Linked DNA regions of Sus scrofa: region 1 is linked to region 2. A link is a contact called in public Hi-C data. All regions are on one chromosome and are shown on one strand. The core of a region is the stretch at or near the end of the contact, and the rest is flanking DNA. Distances in the headings are between cores, read along the strand shown. Region 1 overlaps DNAJC12 (dnaJ homolog subfamily C member 12). Region 2 holds the start of CTNNA3 (catenin alpha-3).

Region 1 (4,927 bases), core at 1,954-4,453, 37 kb before region 2:
TCCTGGAAAGTCCCTACTGCAGTTTTTGTGTTTCCTTCCAGAAACCTTCCATACAGAGGATACACACACATTGACATTATCATTAAAAAAAAAAAAAACAAATGGAAGGATATTTAGAAAGTTCTCATTATTTGATGGCAAATAGACTTTAAGAAAATCTGCTTAAAGTTAGGACAAACGTTTCACAGGAAATATTGATTGACTTCCTGCTTTGTGCCATGATTTTTCTTAAAGAGAAGATCTATAATCCAGAATTCTAATATTTACTGAGTCTGCATGGATCCTGGCTGGATGGAAGGTCACAACAGCAGTGTGGAAATAGTTAAAATAGTTAACTATAATAGTAGGTTTAATCTCTGGCACGGCTCAAGGTACACAGCCTTTTTGTTTGTTTGTTAGTAAAATACACATAACACAAAACTCACCATTTTAACCTTTTTTTTCAGGGCGGGTGGTGCCTCAGCATGTGGAAGTTCCTGGGCCAGGGACTGAACCCACACAGCAATGACCCAAGCTGCTGTAGTAACAACACTGGATCCTTAACCCTCTGTGCTACAAGAGAACTTGGATTTTAACCATTTTAAAGTGAATGATTCAGTGGCATTAAATACATTCACCATGTTGTTTGTGTATCATCACTACCTAGTTTCAGAACTTTTTCATATCCTCAAAAGGAAGCCTCTTAGCAATCGTGCCCTGTTCCCTTCTCCCCCAGCTCCTGGTAACCACTAATCTGCTTTATATCTTTATGGATTTGTATAGTCTGGAATCATACAATATGTGGCTTTTTTTTTGGCTGCGCCTGCAGCATGTGGAATTTCCCAGGCTAGGGATTGAACCTGTGCCATAGCAATAACCAGAGTTATAGCAGTCACAGTGCCAGATCCTTAACCCACTTAGCCACCAGGGAATTCCAATGTATGGCTTTTTATATCTAACTTCTTTTACTTAGCATAATGTTTTCAAGGTTTATCCATGTTTGCAGTACTTCATTCCTATTTTATGGCAGAATAATATTTCATGGTATGGCTCTACCACATTTTTGCTTATCCATTTGTGAGCTGACGGCCATTTGGGTTATTCCCACCTTTGACTCCTGTGACTGGTGCTGCTATGAACATTTGTCAAGTTTTTCTTTGGAATATCTGCTTTCAGTTCTTTTGGGTATGTGCCTAGGAATTGAATTGCTGGGCCATACGGTAATTTTATGTTTAACTTTCTGAAGAAATGTCTCATTCATTGAATCTCTCTGATGTTGGTCCCTTGGCTCTCTATGAGGCTGTGGATTTCTTCTTATATTCTTAGTCTTCCAAATCAGTGAGGATTAATTGATTAATATCTGAATTAATTGTTTAATATCTGGCAGATAGTTAAGTTTAACATTTTGTTCATCAGCACTGTAATAGTAGGTCTGGTGTTATCCCATATTGAACTTTAAATATAGAAACTATGTAATATCAATTTTATATGTCTGCTTTTATTTAATGTAGTCAATGCACTGGGCTGTCAGAGGTAAAAAAGATCTGATGCTGGAAGAATCTGACCAGACTCATACCAACAAAATGGAAAATCAGGAATGGAATGAGCAAAAAGAAATAAAGAAAGAGGAGCTGGATTCAACCACAGAGAAAATGGAGCAAAAAGAATCAAATTCCCTGGAGAAGTCATTCTCCCCACAAAATTCAGATTCTCCAAGTAAGTCATGTCACGGGGTAGCTTTGAAGAACAGAGAAGGTCTGAAATTAAGTCTTGGTTTATATGGTGTTTATTCCCAACTTTTCCACTTGCACAATAGTGACAAATAAAGGCTTGGTTAAGCACCTTAAACTAAGAGTGACGCAGAACTAGAAGACATATTCTTTAATACATTCCTTGCAACAGAAAATTTTAGACATTTCTGGGATCATCTTCTTTTTTGGGGTGGGGGATCATCTGCTTTACCGAAATAACACTGGCTAACATGTTGGGTGTTTACTACGTAAAGAAATGCTCTTTACATATATTACTTGGTATTTATTATGTCATTTACTATTAATTATATATATATTAATTTAGTTAATTCTCACTCCAATTTTGTGAGGTTGGTATCAATATTATTCTCACTTTACAAATGAAAACTGAAGCCTAGAGAGGTTGAATAATTTTCTCAAGGTTATCCAGCTTGTATGTGGCAGGAAAGGGGTCTGAACTGAGGGAGTCTGGCTGCTTAATCTGTGTTCTAAGGTGTTGCACTATCCTGAGAAGATGCCTCATCTGTAAGTAGCTCTGTAGATAGCTGATTCAGGTATAGATCCACTGAAGAAGGTATTACAGAGCTTAAATTCGGCTCCCAAGCTACACTACCTGGCTCACATCCTAGATCTACCATTTATTATCTGTATTACTCAGTAAAAGTTGAACTTCTCTACTCTTCAGTTGCCTCATCTACAAAATAGAGGACAGAGTGGAATCTTCTCATAGCTTTACCATGAGGATTAAATGAGGCGATCCATGCTGAATGCTCAGCACAGTGATTTGACTATTGCAGGCCCTGGGTAATTGTTAGCTACTGTTATCATTTCTTTGTCTATCTGGCTATCCCACTGTGTTTATTTTGTAGAGGTGTGTTATGTATATACACTGTAACTCTCCTCTAGATTCTTTTTTTTTTTTTTGTCTTTTTGCTATTTCTTGGGCCGCTCCCGCGGCATATGGAGATTCCCAGGCTAGGGGTCGAATCTGAGCTGTAGCCGCCGGCCTATGCCAGAGCCACAGCAACTCGGGACCGAGCCGCGTCTGCAGCCTACACCACAGCTCACGGCAAAGCCGGATCGTCAACCCACTGAGCAAGGGCAGGGACTGAACCCGCAACCTCATGGTTCCTAGTCGGATTCGTTAACCACTGCGCCACGACAGGAACTCCTCCTCTAGATTCTTGATTCTCAGTTATTCTAACATCTGGTTAGAATTTAGCCTTTAAGCAGAAGGTTCCTGAATGTCCTTGAACACTTACTATAAAAAAAAGATGATAGTTTTTGGTGAACGGGAGTCTTTCTAGAAATAGTCACTTCAAAACTCTCTTTGGGGAGAACTTTCACATGCTCACTACTTGTTGGGAATAAAGATCCTTAGAGCTTCATTCAGGCACCCTACTGCAATGAGGTTACCCAAGAGATCCTTTTGTAGGTCTCCATTGATTGCATCATCCTCATAACTGGAAGTAGTTACAGTATAACAAACTGATCAAAGTAGAAGACCAAATGCCAGAAAAACAGTGTTTTAGGCAAACATACACCTACAAACACCCACTCACAGGCACACCCAGGCAGACAGGTAAATATTTCTCCATTTAGCATCAGAATGTTTAGATCTGTGCTTCTTGAACCCCTATGGCCTTCCTGTGACCTTCTATTTCAGAGTCAGACCTAGTCTGAGTTCAACAGAATTAAGGGGATCAATCATGCCAGAAAATCACACTGAAGCTCCACTTAAATCCGTCTCAAGAGATTCTATAAAATTTTCTTGGGAAAAAATTATGGCTCAGCAGATTAAGAACCTGACATAGTGGAATTCCTGTTGTGGCGCAGTGGTTAACGAATCCGACTAGGAACCATGAGGTTGCAGGTTCGATCCCTGGCCTTGTTCAGTGGGTTAAGGATCCTGCATTGCTGTGGCTGTGGCGTAGGCCGGCGGCTATAGCTCCATATGCCGCGGGAAGTGGCCCTAGAAAAGGCAAAAAGACAAAAAAAAAAAAAAAAAAAGAAAAAGAAAAAGAAAAAGAACCTGACATAGTTTCCATGAAGACGTGGGTTTGATCTCTGGCCTTGCACTCAGGGGGTTAAGGATCTGGTGTTGGTGCAAGCTGTGGCTTGGATCCAGTGTTGCTGTGGCAAAGGTCTCAGCTGCAGCTCCGATTTGACCCCAGCCCTGGAATGTCCAGTTACTGCAGGAGGAGCCCTAAAAAGAAAAGCAATTTTTTTTCTCTTTCTTTTAAAAAATAGTTATTTAACTATGCAGGCATAAAAAAGAACAAAATAATGCCATTTCCAGCAACTTGGATACAACTAGAGATTTTCATACCAAGTGAAGTAAGTCAGAAAGAGAAAGACAAATACCACATGATATCACTTATATGTGGAATCTAAAATACGGCACAGATAAACCTATGTACAGAACAGAAAAGACTCACAGACATAGAGAACAGACTTGTGGTTGCTAAAGGGGAGTATGGAGGGGGGTGGGAGTTTGGGGTTAGTAGATGCAGCTATCACGTTTAGAATGGATAAGCAATGAGGTACTGCTGTATAGCACAGGGAACTATAATCACTTGTGGTAGAACATGGTAGTAGATAATATGAGAAAAAGAATGTATATATATGTATGTCTGGGTCACTTTGCTGTACTGCAGGAATGGACAGAACATTGTAAATCAACTATAATAAAGTGAAACAAACCCCAAAGTAATATAAACTTGTCATTAAACAATTCAAAGACTCATATATAGACAGTAACTTAGGGTCTAGCCTCATGACCTGTCCTTCTCTGTTTCTGCCTCCTGAGGTAACCAATGCAGATGCTCAGATGTGTTCTCACCCATGCTGTTCTCTATGCTAACAAAGGCATATATAAGTGTATGTTTATTTATGAGGACTTTACACATAACAAATGGAATTATACTGTGCACGTTCCTCTCTATCATACACTAGCTAGGAGCACTGACTCTGGAACCAGAGCCTAGCTTTTCCCCCTAATGAGTTGTGTGACCTTGGGGAGGCAAATTAACCTCTCTGTATCTGCATTTTCTTATCTCTGTATGATGCTTAAAATATTAGTTTCTCCCTTGTAAAGTCTTTTTGAGAAGTAAACAACATACGTAAAATATTTAGGCCGATACTACACAGCTAGTGCTTTTTTTCCTTTTTATGGCGGCGCCTGTGGCATATGGAAG
Region 2 (4,984 bases), core at 1,712-4,211:
TGATGCCACGAAACTAGTTAGGGGTAGACACTACAGTGGCTGCTGCTGAAGAACTGCAAACCCCAATTGCAGCCCTGGAGCTGCTACACTTAGCAAGCCCTGCAGCTGTCATTGTGGCCTCTATTCACCACCAGGTTGTATCCTTACCCTTCTGCTTCTTTGCCTTAATAGCTCCTATAGAAAGTTGGGGATGGGCACATCTGATTGGTCGGGTGAAGGTTGCATGCTACCTCCTTAGCTGCAAGGGAGTCTGGGAAGCAACTATGTGCGTCTTTTTAAGACTAGGGGTGTGGGGGCAAGTATGGACCATTGTCTCACATCTAGATTCAAAAGGGGGAGTTTCCGTCATGGCGCAGCAGAAAGGAATCTGACTAGGAACCATGAGGTTGTGGGTTTGATCCCTGGCTTTGCTCAGTGGTTTAAGGATCCGGTGTTGCCATGAGCTGTGGTGTAGATTGCAGATGCAGCTCGGATCTGGTGTTGCTGTTGCTCTGGAGCAGGCTGGCAGCTGTAGCTCCGATTCGATCCTTAGCCTGGGAACCTCCATATGCTGCAGTTGCGGCCCTGAAAAGACAACAACAGCAACAACAACAACAACAACAAAAACAACAACAACAAAAATAGATTCAAAAGGAGAGCAGGTCCCCTAGAAAGGGAGGGAATTCAGAGGAGGGGCAGGCCTCTTCTAAAGAAGGGAGAAAGAATGAAGGCAAGAGAAGGATTACATACAGGTCATTGTATGTGGACATGTAAAAAGTTTCCAAGGCATGACCATCATATAGTGCTGGGAGGCCTTCTAATAACTCAAAGGAGATGGGAGAGAAGGGAGTGAAGGCTGGGAAGGCAAACAGGAGACTTACTGTGAAGGCCATATGCCTATAAGTTTTTGACTTTCCTGTAAGAAAAGTGTGGCAGATACAGTTTGTTGCCCACTTAGTATTCATCCATCTCTCTTCCTTACCAACAGAATTCCAGTTTTGAAATGGTAGCTACAAACCACTTACTTTCACTAGAATTCCTCGTAGGTAGTGGTAGTCATGTTACGCAGTTCAAGCAAATGAGATTTGAACTGAGGGTTTTTGTCTTTCTCCTTTGCATCTGAATACAGATGCGGGGTCTGGAGATTTGGCAACCATCTTAGGACAATGAGACAACAAGCAGGGGATGAGGCTTATGCATTAAAAACAAAAGATTAGAAAGCTGGAAAGATCCCTGTTCCCTGTTTCATCTGAGAATTGCTATTCCCAGGTTTCCTGAGACAAATCCCTTATGTGTTTAAGCCACTAAGGTTGGGTTTTCGGTTATTTGCAGCTGGATGTGATCCTGACTGAAAGAGGGAAGGAGACCAGTTAGGAAACTAATACAGTCATTTATAAGTGACTCAAATGGGGGCAGAAGAAGAGGGGATTGGGCAGAGAAGATGGATTGAAGATGTGAATGTGGTGATGTATGTGTTCAGTCAAGTCTCAAATAGAATGGATGGAATCTAATTCAAGTACCCTTGAAAACTATTCCTAGTCCTGAGATGTCAGGGAACTCAGTAAGAACACCTGGAAAGCATGGGGTGGGAGGGAGCAGAAAGGGAATGTGCAGGGTCTCAAAGACTAACCTCACAATTTCCTTTTATTATTAAAAAAATTGCAGGATCCATATACACATTTGAGAAAACTCAGTTAAGCAAAAACTATCTGTGAAGCAAATTAAAATCCTATCATCTAGAGATAATAATTACTGCTAAAATTTTTATTATTTCTTTCCAGTCCCCATTTACTCTCTCTTTTTCTGTCAATCTTGCCGCTTAAATGATTAAGAGATTTTATACATGATTTGTTCAACAAAAATGTGATCATAATATATATTGTTTTCTACCCTGTCCAACTTTTTGCATTTGGCAATGCATCTGGAAAGTCTTCCCATGTCTTTGGTAAAATTAATACCGAATACTAAAATTGTAAAATTAATACAATTGTGACTACAGGAAAAGTGTTTCATTATGTGGATCTATCTATTGTGATTTAGAAGTTGAACTTTTCAAAGGTTTTATTATCTCGAATATCACACCACTTTTTGGATGTGGTGGGGGAACCCTTGAAGGTGATTCTGAGATGGAAGGTGAGGTAGCATTAGCCCTGACATCAGCTTTAATGAGATGATAGCTTGTTCAGGCTGTGATTGGTTGAAAATTTCTGCAAATATTTATATTATTTTTATTTTGCAAACTTGTTCTTCATGTTGAGGAACCAATTCTAAAACTATCAGCTTACTAATTAGGATAAAGGAGGACTTATCGCATAACAGTAGCCTTGACATGTATTGACTTTTCTGTAACACACTAAACTTCTCTGCAATCAGGGAAAGAGTGAAGTCTGTATCTGCAGGAATCTTATAAAGGATGCAAAAAAGGCAACCACCAGGTAGCCTGGCATTTCCGCAGCGAGCAGGGTTCGAACCTGCGCGGGGAGACCCCATTGGATTTCAAGTCCAACGCCTTAACCACTCGGCCATCGCTGCTACGGCAAGAAAGTGAAGCGGAGGTACTTTAGTACAGAAACAGTGGTGCGCAGGCGCAGCAAACCCACAAGTAGGCGGGGCCTAGAACCGCGCAGAGGTCTGCTCTGAGAGGGGCGACTAGGGTTGCCTGCTCGAGTAGCGGGATACCTATTGAAAGTAAAGAAATAATAAAAACTCCGTTTAGCAGTTTAGGTAAAAGCCTTTAAAAGAGGGTTTTAGAAACCCTTCCCTTACCTGCTCTCTGAAAATCGCAACCACACTTGGCTTCTGGTCCTTACTTGGTTTTTGCCCTCCCGCTTCCTCGGAAAGCTGTGAAACTAAGATTAGATCACTCGGAAAGCTGTGAAACTAAGATACGTCTCATTCAGTGCTGCGGGCCCGCACTCTGGAAAATTTCTGCATTTGCGTCAGAGGTTGAGCGTTTCCCGCGTTGAGCTCTCTTGCTGCGTCAAGAGAGGAAAGTGTGAGGGAAGGCGTACGGAATCTGGCAGCTGCCTATGCGCTCGCCTCTTTGAGCATCCTGCTCACACAGTAATCTCTCATTCTTGTCTCCTCAATTGCCCTTTCCTTGCTGAACCCTAGGGAAGAAACCGCGCCCCCTGAGCGTGGTCTCGGCTTTCTCAAGTGATGGGGAGCCTTGGAGGTGATTTGAGAACAAAGTTCGGCGCATTAGGTCTGCATTTAACCTTTAAATGCTACTACCCGCCCCACCTTTAAGTGTAGCTTATGCTCTAAATGCTTATTTGCGTCATTGTTAAAGTTCTCAGAACCCGTAGTTGTGTGTACCACTGTCGCCCACCTCAGAGAGCTACGGCAGGGTGTGCGGCCCGAGGATGCCCCGCGGATTCCAGGGCGCAAGTGTACTTCTAAACGCAGCAAGTGGCTCCCCACAGGCATCAGATTCTATTGCGGATGGACAATTTGCGAAAAACATCAGGTGGCCTTTTACTAGTTAAATTTCTGAAAGTGTTCCTAGAAATCTGACCATCCATCGCAACGTTAGATTTCAAACGAAGGCAGGAAGTCCGTATGTTAAGTGACCTCATTTGGTAGTTTGGGAATTTTCTTGAGATTTTTTTCAATACCATTTCTCTTAACTAAATGAAGGTGCTAAGTGTCTAAACTGATTTAATTGTGGAAAGGGAGTAAAATACTTGAGAAATGTAAGAATAAGTTTTATCTAACTTAAGATTTTGCTTTTTAGAAATTTTACCCCTTTTTGTTTGTTTTTAATTTGGCAGAGCTACACGGGTGGTCTCAATTTCCTTATGAATACTGTATGGGAGCAAAGTTATTCCCGACATTCAAAGGCATGATTTTTTATCATATGTATAAAGTTACCTGCACTTTTCCAGTAGATGCCATCTCAGAAGAGAGTTTTTTTTTTTTAATGTTGTTCTTAGATTCTACCTGTGTGCTGAGACAAGCTATAATTTAATCTTAGTATTTTACTGTATCTTGGTTTTTTTTTTTTCTTTTCTCTTTTTAGGGTCTCACCTGCAGCATATGGAAGTTCCCAGGTTAGGGGTGGAATTGGAGCTACAGCTGCTGGCCTAGGTCACAGCCACTGCAACATGGGATCTGAGCTGCCTCTGTAACCTACACCACAGCTCATGGCAACTCTGGATCCTTGACTCACTGAGCAAGGCCCGGGATTGAACATGCATCCTTATAGATACAAGTTGCATTCATTTCCCCTGAGCCACAGTGGAAACTCCCGTTTCTTTTTAATTTTACTTTATTTTTATTATAATATAGTTGATTTTCCATGTTGTGTTAATTTATACTGTACAGCATAGTGACCCAGTCATTTGTGTGTGTGTGTGTGTGTGTGTGTGTGTGTGTATGTATCCTTTTTCTCATACTATCTTCCATCATGTTCCATCCCAAGAGATTGGGTATAGTTCCCTGTGCTGTACAGTAGGAAGTCATTGCCACCCTTCCCCTTGACAACCACAAGTCTATTTTCTATATGTCTGTGAATCTGTTTCTACTTTGTAGATATGTGCTATGTTTTAGATTTGTGCTATGTTTTAGATTCTACATGTAAGTGATACCATGTGGTATTTGTCTTTCTCTTTCTGACTTCACTTAGTATGAGAATCTCTAGTTGCATGTATCTTAATTTTGAAGTCTTTCTTTAATTCCTTTCTTCTGTATATTTGAAGGATAATATTTACAGAAAGTTCTTACTCTTCCTTAACCTACTCTTCGTTTTAAGAATTCTCCTCACTTGGCGATTGCCTTGTGGTACAGTGGGAAGGAATCTGACTAGGAACCATGAGGTTGTGGGTTTGATCCCTGGGCTTGCTCAGTGGGTTAAGGATCCAGCGTTGCCTTGAGCTGGAGCCGTGGTGTAGGTCGCATCCGTAGTTGGTGCTGATGTGGCTGTGGCATAGGGCGGCAGCTGTAGCTCCGACTGGACCCCTCGCCTGGGAATCTCCATGTGCCCCAAGTGCAGCCCTGAAAAGCG

What was found. A called contact is a pair of places that touch in the nucleus more often than the background predicts.
Region 1: a contact with region 2 is called in a Hi-C map of liver, with 2.8 times the contacts expected there. The contact joins the enhancer-like site here to the promoter of CTNNA3 in region 2. A contact is called at or near these places in 1 of 5 promoter capture datasets (liver) and 3 of 47 Hi-C or Micro-C datasets (embryonic fibroblasts, fetal liver and liver).

What each region holds. Positions count from the first base shown.
Region 1 is chr14:71,009,442-71,014,368 of Sscrofa11.1, reverse strand. DNAJC12 (dnaJ homolog subfamily C member 12) reads left to right here. Exons shown (of 6, transcript XM_021072941.1): 5 at 1,491-1,695. Among named protein-coding and RNA genes, the nearest start is that of TRNAS-UGA, 37 kb to the right of the region's middle. Within about 2 kb of position 3,203, at least 3 of the 83 cell types and tissues checked have an H3K27ac peak or open chromatin away from gene starts, as enhancers often do. A contact at or near this core is called in fetal liver and liver, where this site is marked.
Region 2 is chr14:70,972,519-70,977,502 of Sscrofa11.1, reverse strand. It overlaps CTNNA3 (catenin alpha-3), which reads left to right and starts at 2,961. Exons shown (of 19, transcript XM_021074380.1): 1 at 2,961-3,184. It overlaps TRNAS-UGA (a tRNA gene), which reads right to left and starts at 2,511; the gene lies at 2,430-2,511.